Regions from separate parts of the Mus musculus genome. Here region 1 is linked to region 2. Evidence: chromatin contacts called from public Hi-C data. All regions are on one chromosome and are shown on one strand. The core of a region is the stretch at or near the end of the contact, and the rest is flanking DNA. Distances in the headings are between cores, read along the strand shown. Region 1 overlaps Mef2c (myocyte enhancer factor 2C). Region 2 has its middle 180 kb from the start of Gm33073.

Region 1 (4,064 bases), core at 610-3,109, 710 kb before region 2:
AAAATAACAGATATGTGTATAACCTCATAACTAAAAATGATCTGGTGTTACAAGCAAAAGAAAAGTGGCATTCTAATGAAATGGCGTGGGACTTAAATGTTTATTGTGAATTTGTTTATTCTGTGTATGTGAGTGCAAGTACATGAACACCTATAGTAACCGATCCTCTCCTTCCACCATGTGGATCCCAGCAATCCAAGTCAGGTAGGTTGTCATAGTTATTAAGTGAGGTTTGGTGACAAGCAGCGTTAGCCCTTGAGCCACCTGGATGGTGTGATTATAGGGCTTTTTGATATGGATAATGTCTTTCAGGGGGATGGAATTTAGTGCTATGACAGATGAATTTTGTGAAAAATGAGAAATGAACAATTCCTTTTCTTACTGACAAGAAGTAGGTCAGTATAATATTGTGACTACGTATGTAAACTCCTGTGGATAGTATTACGAACTTGGTGGCAATTTCCAGAAAATAAAAAGTTATTGCAGCCAGAATCTACTTACATAATTAGCACTGGAGGGAAAGTTTAAATGTCTTAAAAAGAGAAACTCATTGTATAAAATGTAAAATGTAAAATATGTTAAAAGCCTTGATACATCTTCAATGTCAACACTCTTTCAAGAAAGCACAACCATGATGCCATGTGGATTTGCTTCATTGCACACACAGAAGGCTAGGTTTTCCATGGCAGTGAGTAGTCAATGGGGTGGCCGTGGCAAGTGCTGACTGCTGAATGGTATCTCAGAACTCTGGTCTATGTTCTGTCCATACCAAATGATGTTCAGTGGGAGAGGGGAGACAAAGGGGCAAGAACAGCGAGTTGTAGTAATGATTAGTGATGCTTGTTTGCATCACTACCTCCCTAGGCATACAGATACAAGACTAGTTAGTTAATTGGTAACTAAAGTGGCTTAGTAGAAAACTGAAAGTGGGGAGAGCACGTAGGATGTTGGTAAAATATGATAATTTATCTTGAAGTAGTTATATTCCATTTTCTTTTGAGGATTAGCTGAGTTCTGGAATTATTAGTTCAAATTAAAGTGAGGTGTCTGGTATCACTCTTATATGAAGGGGTGCAAATTGTAGATTCAGGGCATTTCTGAAAACCGCTCTATAGATAAACGACAGAAGTCATCTATGACAAAGATATACCTCAAAGCAACCACAAGGGGGCAGAAAGATACATACTTTGACCAGAAAACAACAAAAGTTATTTTTATGCCCAATATTCAGTAATTAGTACTGCATGTGCTAATTAGTATTTGTGCATATATTTTAACACAATGGCTATAACTAGACAACCTATGCTATTATATATGTTACACACATTTAACGCCCGAATAGAAATTCAACACTTGATTCTATGTACAGTAGACTCATATTAGAGGAAATCATGTAGTTTGTACTAAATGAGAACCTCAGCTCAAAAATGTAAAAAAAAAAAAAAAAAAAAAAAAAAAAAAAAAAAAACTATAAATACTTTCAATTTCCCATAAAAACTTCAGAAACCTCACCCAAACCTCCACTACTGACAGAAGGAGGAGGAAACAGACCCTAGAGTATTAAGGAAAGGCTATATATAAAGAATGTGCCTAACTGTTAGCACTCGCCCTTCACCAACAAACACGGGAAGGAATATTTAAGCTACTTGAAATATGTGATCAGAAAGTGGCTTTCCCAGCAATCAAATGTTATGCCCTTTAATGGACATGAAAGCGCATTGTTGAAGACAGACTTCTATCATGTAAAAGATACAGTCTCTGATTATGAAATAAAGACATAACTATTGCTTACCCCAACTGACTGAGGGCAGATGGCGGCATGTTATGTAGGTGCTGCTGCTGCCAGCCAGTTACAGAGCCGAGGTGGAGCGCACTGGCAGTGTTGAAGCCAGACAGAGATGACAGATCTGCGCTACTCAGAGAGTACTCTAGATGGGAGCGAAGGAGCGGCAAGGAGAGAGAGAGAGAGAGAGACAATTAGACTGTCAAATGGTAAGCAAAATCACACAGTTTCAACCTCTAAAACATACTTTGAATCAAAGTTTTTTGATTTAGGAAAAGAAGAAAATAAAACACCACGGATAATTTGAATTTAAAAAGAAAAAAAAAATATTATCCATCTGAGTAAGGATGTCACACTAGATCCACAGTAATAGATCCTGAAATGTTAGCACATTATACTAGCTTTGTTTAAAAGTGTAAAGGATCTATATATTTTATGATCTAGAAATAGGTTTTACATTAAAAATCTTCAAGAAAGTGAGTGTTCTACTACATTAAAGAGACAGTAGCTCAGTTTCTTTGAAATATTGAATTCGATTTGAGTAAATAAAACTTCCCATCACTTAAAAAGGAGCACTGTAGATCACTGAGTAAGACAGAGGTGCTTGTACCATGCATTCTGGACACAGGCCCCACACGAGCTCCCAACAGGGCAAAGAAAATAACTTTTAAAATATGCTTTTTAAAGTGTTTACTGTAATATTTGCACATAGCAAAGCTACTCACCAGTACCATATGTTGTTGAAATGGCTGATGGATATCCTCCCATTCCTTGTCCTGGTAAAGTAGGAGTTGCTACGGAAACCACCGGGGTAGCCAATGACTGAGCCGACTGGGAGTTATTTATCCTTTGATTCTTTTAAAGTAAATAAAAAGACATTATTGGTGGCAGATTTTAAAAAGTTAAAAATATTAGGTCTCACTATTAGTTTTTCACATAAAGAAATAAGTTGGTACAAAGCTCATGAAATTAATCATTTAACATGTGTCTCTATGAACTCTGCCAACCCTATCATTTACAATCCTTCAAGAGACCAGCTGTTGCCATAGTAACCCATTACATCAGTATCTCCTAGGCAACTGAACTAGTAACAAGTACCATAGCTTTATTATGGGTAAAAACAGACTACGTTGAGAACTGATGAAATATGTATACTGTACTGCTATTGTTTCAGTTTTATTCAAATGCAAATTAAAAAATTAAAATCAACCATAGTGGGTTTTGTGATCAGTTCTATGTACAGCAGAGCTGATAGATATGATTCAGGCTATGTTATGGCCAGCAGGTGGCGCTATGACCACTTTCTTCTGCTTCGACTTCCTTGCAAAAGGATGGCAAAGTAGCTAATGCCAGTATTTAACTCCTAATAGCCAGGAGGTAAAGGATGCTTACGCTCAAAATCCTGGTATTTTAAATTTTGAAAGAATAAGTGTCTTACTATTTAATAGCTAAAGATGCATTTTTGTGTTTCTATTTTAGAGTAAGTTCAGTCTTAATATTTAAAACATGGTCTTTAGGTAAAAGGTGGGGACAGAGGAAAAAGGCCTACAAAAACCAGCTATGCTTTCCACAGGCTGTCAATGATCCTAGAAATTAATGGTGTTTAAGCATAATCAGTACCCTCATTTATTGAGGTAAGTTTTAAAATCTTTCTGTTTGATCACAGCTAGCACCTTTCACTGAGGTAGTTCTGTTATCTTCCCGAGCATGCCCTTCAAGGGACGAGTCCTTCCCACTTACCAACAGCAGATCCACATCCTCAGACTGAGAGCATGGGGAAGGAGGGAAGGAGTTTATTAATTAGTGTCTGTAAATATTTATAACTGTGAAAATCTTTCTAGCAAAAGGAGATGCATCTTCTGATAGACGCAACAGTTTAAACAGCTTGGCACACGGGATGCCAAAGACAACTCCTTAACAAAGACATTCTTTGTTTCTCTTAGTGAGGTGTTCCTTGTCTCAAACCTGAAGACTGTCTATCTTGTTTGCAGCACAGGTCATTGTCTCTCTGTTTACTGTTGTGCCCCATACTTTGATAAAAAGATAATAGGAATCTACTTTAAACCCTACTTGCTAGAGGAAAAGGGAGTCATACATGACGAGAGTGAGAGCGAGAGAGAGAGAGAGCGAGAGAGAGAGAGAGAGAGAGAGAGAGAGAGAGAGAGAGAGAGAGAGAGAGAGAGAAAGAGAGAGAAGAGAGAGAGAAAGGGGGGGCTGATCCATGGGAATGTGTCAGTTTTAAGGGATATGGGATAAATGTGATGAGAGACACTGTGTGCCC
Region 2 (3,928 bases), core at 717-3,216:
CTTAATTAATTCTTTTCTTTCACACTATTAGCTTATTGTGGAGGATGAAATGTTAATGATTTAATTAATTGAAATTTATCAAAAGATGCATTTGTAGAGGTAATCTAATATTCATCTAATTTCAAGTATCACTGGAAGGACACATTTCACTGAGCTGTTAGAAACCAAGCCGTGCAACACCTTTCTCAGAGCTTGTTTTTTCTGAGTTTGTTGCAAAAGGATTTCAGAATCTGTCCATTATATTAAGGGTATGGCAGGCTTTTATGAAATAAATATGTTTAATCAAATGGATACAACTTATAATAAAACACCTTTCTAATTTATCCATATAAGAGATTGTATAAAGAAAATATATTTAGAACTTGTAACTCAAAAGTAAAATGCTTTACTTTTCAAATCAGATAAATAATTACACAATCTGAAAACACTTCCACTAAACCTGTAATCTATAATTGGTCAGCGAGACTCCTCTCAGACTTGCGGAGGACAACCTGAGATGCAGCTTTGTATATAAACGACCATTTGCAGGAACGAGGCATGAATGAACGGGGCTCACTGTGGATGTGCCCACAGAAGTAAATGACTTCTAGTTTCACAAAAAGCATGAAAATGTGATCATTGTTGGTCTAAAATAGAAAGTTATTTTGTTAAAGCCTCTATAGTAAAATTTATTCAATGTGCAGTAGTTATGGTTAGGTTTATTTAGAAATTAGCAGGCAGCTATGAGCAATGCATTTTTATATTTGAAAATAGCAATTGCTTAATATAAAACCATCAAGAGCTTAGGGCACACGCACACAAACAAACAAAGCAGGATTCTGACAATCTATTGTTATCTATTTAGCAGAACTTGGGTAAAGGGAAAATAAAATTTAAAAGATTAATCACCAATATTTAGGTTTAGTCAATGTTACCATGGGGCATGATTCATAAAGATATATGTGAACCTTGGATAAATTTCAAAATAAGCAACAACCAAACCCAGTTAATTTTGTGCCTTTTAAGAAATTGATAAATATCAGAAATCAAATAGCTTTCTGGTTAACTGTTGATAACATGTAACTGTTTATAGTATACACTGTGACTTTTTGTTTTTAATGATATATAGATACATAACTATGTATCTAATATACTGATGTATATTTTTATATATTTTATTGATATTAGAGTCTTCCTCTCATGAAATACATCCCAGCAACAGTTTTCTGTCTCTCCACTCCTCCCTCCACACCTCTCCCTCTCCTTGAGATCCATTTCCATGCTTTTCCTCTTCAGAAAAGAGCAGGTCTCCAAGAGATGACAGAAGACAGCACAACCACAACAACAACAACAAAAAAAAATACAATACTTTAAATCAAAGCCTTTCCACTTTCTATCAGCCAGTTCTGCGAGAAAATAGCTCAAGTACAAACAGGGAGTATAAACAAATTCTATTGCCTTTCTCCTAAAGCTGATGATAAAACTGACAAGCTGCTTTCCCCAATACAAGTGGCTAGTAGCTACCGATGTAAAATGTGCCTTTTGTCCTTCTTCCCATGTAAATAAGGTTACAGCTTCAAAAGACATGGGGCATTGTACTGAGAAATCGTTTCAGAGGTGAAAAAACGGGAACAGTCGACAGTTCACAAGCTTTAGTTTTCTATTATCCTGTGTAGCTATGTACCGGTGTTAGCTTAGCCAGACTTCAATTTGGAACCTCTTAGAAAGATTCAGAAAGCTCTCCGGCGCTTCATCGGACTGTTTTTGTTTCTTGTTTTCCCCTTGTCAGAATTGAAGGATAGAGTGGCAGCTATCTTTAGCAATCTGACCTAATGGAGGCTTTCATCCACTCTTTCCTCAAAGCCCACCCAATGCAAGGAACCTTTCCCAAGTGCCCTGGGAAGAAATCTCCTTGGGAAATTCTTCAGAAGGCTATTTAGAGAGCATGCACAGAGACCGAAATAGTTCTCAGAGAGATCTTGGCTTTTTTTGCTGGGAGACTGTCTGGGCTTGTTGGCCAGATACTTCACTGGGTAGATCTTTGCTCGTCAGTGTTTAGCCCGGTGAAACTTTTTTTTTTCCCCATTAGATGTTTCTACTTTCTTCTTCCTTGTAGAAAGAAGTTTCACATGGACTACTTATCTACAATAAGACGTTTGAAGAAAGAAATAACAGAAAAAAAAAATAGAAAGTAAAACACCAGGGATGTGATTAGATTTCAAAAGCTGTAGCCATTGTAAAACGAAGGCTACTGTGCCTCTTGCTAGTATCTCTTGAATGTTAGAAGGATGATGCTATAATTTAATTTTAATAAACTAAAATTCCTTCTCTGACAGGGATTCATATTATGTCTGACTTTTTAATTACCTTAATTATTTTTCTTTCATTTGTGATATATATATATAAACGGGAAATATATATATATATATATATATATATTTGTCTCTAACACAAGCATGCAAAGGTCCCTATAACCAGGACAAGGTATTTTCATTTTCTTCTGTTTTCCCTGTTGCATTCCTAACTGCATTTAATCATGGTATTTAAAAATAAACTGATTTCATTTTAGGAAGAAACTTTAAATTGAATTATTCTTAAAACTTGTGATTGCATTTTCTACATCTCCAAACTAGCCATGGAAATGAAAGGTTAAAAACAAACAAACAAACAAACAAACAAACAAAAGAAAAACTAGGAAGGTCACAGACAATCTTGAACTTTTTCTTCCCACCCCAAACTAGCCTCATTTCAGAACTGATAATATGAAATAGTATGTTGGTTCAGACTTATAGTACCCATTTCAACATCTCCACCAGGAAGACAAAGGCGCCCTGAGTCAAATATTGTCTAACAAAATAAAGAGCAGCTCAAACACCCGGCTCAGCTACTGACTAATTGCCGCAATAACACAGTGCTCAGCTTTGCTGCTGGAGAGTGAGTGTGGCAAACGGTATACTTCTTATTGGAATTAAAAGATGGCTGGGGGGAAATACAAGAATACTCTTATAAAAAAAGTTATGAGGTAATCTCGTTATAAGTTTTCCAAACTTCCTGCTGAGTGTTTGTTCCAAACGTCATTTAAATAGCATGTTACAGTGATACCTCATTTACATGGTGTGTCAAAGTGTTACAGTTTCCACATTTCTAGACGCCCAGGTCCAAGACGACATTGCATAATGAAGGGAAGGGGTGCAAGATTTTTAGGAATGAATTTCAATGTAAATAGCAATCAGTTTTTCTCTCCAGCTTCCAAGAACGGGGTGCATCAGTGATGCACTATGTATCCTGTCCTGGATGTTGCTATGCTCATGGATTTAGGCACTTTTCGAAAACATGGAGAGGGCATTAATGGCACCGAACAATTACTTTTTAAAATTCTGTTCTTTTTTCTTTCTTCATTTGCGTTCTATCACAAATTCATCTAAGCATACAAATCGTTGTTTCTCATTGGGGAGTTTATCTGCCAAAATTTTATTGCTATAGGAAATGTATGTCACTTTGGATTATCATTTGGCGCTGTTGAAGCCAGAACAGTATGAGCTTCAAACTTGGTTTTTAAAAAATCTAATTAGTATCAACTGAAAAACAAGATCCCCAAAGACATTTCTTTCTTACTTTTCCTACTACAAAAGATGATTGGTGATAAAATTACTAATTTGTGAATTTTTTTTGCTTAGACAAAACTGTATTTGACACATTTAAAGCATATTATTTTTTACTAATATACACATTTTCTTAAACTGTGCTTTAAAAATGGGGGAAATTAAATTAATCGAAAAGTTTGTACTGGTTAAATCCAGTTAGTATGGGCTGGAATGAATGAAAATAGAATAATTGAAGGCATTAACTCTTCCAGTAGCTCTCCAGGTAAACCTGGAGAAGATGGTAATCAATAAGGAAAATTTGCTAAGAATTATTTGCCTGTTAGGTTTTTGAGTGAAAGAAATGC

What was found. A called contact is a pair of places that touch in the nucleus more often than the background predicts.
Region 1: a contact with region 2 is called in a Hi-C map of cerebral cortex, with 5 times the contacts expected there. The contact joins two enhancer-like sites. A contact is called at or near these places in 2 of 15 datasets of contacts at CTCF or cohesin (large pre-B cells and pro-B cells), 10 of 484 Hi-C or Micro-C datasets (bone marrow-derived macrophages, cerebral cortex, embryonic fibroblasts and 4 more), 3 of 115 datasets of contacts at active chromatin or transcription factors (fibro-adipogenic progenitors, large pre-B cells and neural progenitor cells) and 1 of 9 other capture datasets (embryonic stem cells).

What each region holds. Positions count from the first base shown.
Region 1 is chr13:83,654,081-83,658,144 of GRCm38.p6, reverse strand. Mef2c (myocyte enhancer factor 2C) reads right to left here. Exons shown (of 11, transcript NM_001347575.1): 8 at 3,524-3,547; 9 at 2,509-2,638; 10 at 1,793-1,928. It overlaps Gm52044 (a long non-coding RNA gene), which reads left to right. Exons shown (of 3, transcript XR_003950630.1): 3 at 1-4,064. Among named protein-coding and RNA genes, the nearest start is that of Gm52044, 6.2 kb to the left of the region's middle. Within about 2 kb of position 1,859, at least 37 of the 459 cell types and tissues checked have an H3K27ac peak or open chromatin away from gene starts, as enhancers often do. A contact at or near this core is called in cerebral cortex, where this site is marked.
Region 2 is chr13:82,940,924-82,944,851 of GRCm38.p6, reverse strand. No RefSeq gene overlaps it. Among named protein-coding and RNA genes, the nearest start is that of Gm33073, 180 kb to the left of the region's middle. Within about 2 kb of position 1,966, at least 17 of the 459 cell types and tissues checked have an H3K27ac peak or open chromatin away from gene starts, as enhancers often do. A contact at or near this core is called in cerebral cortex, where this site is marked.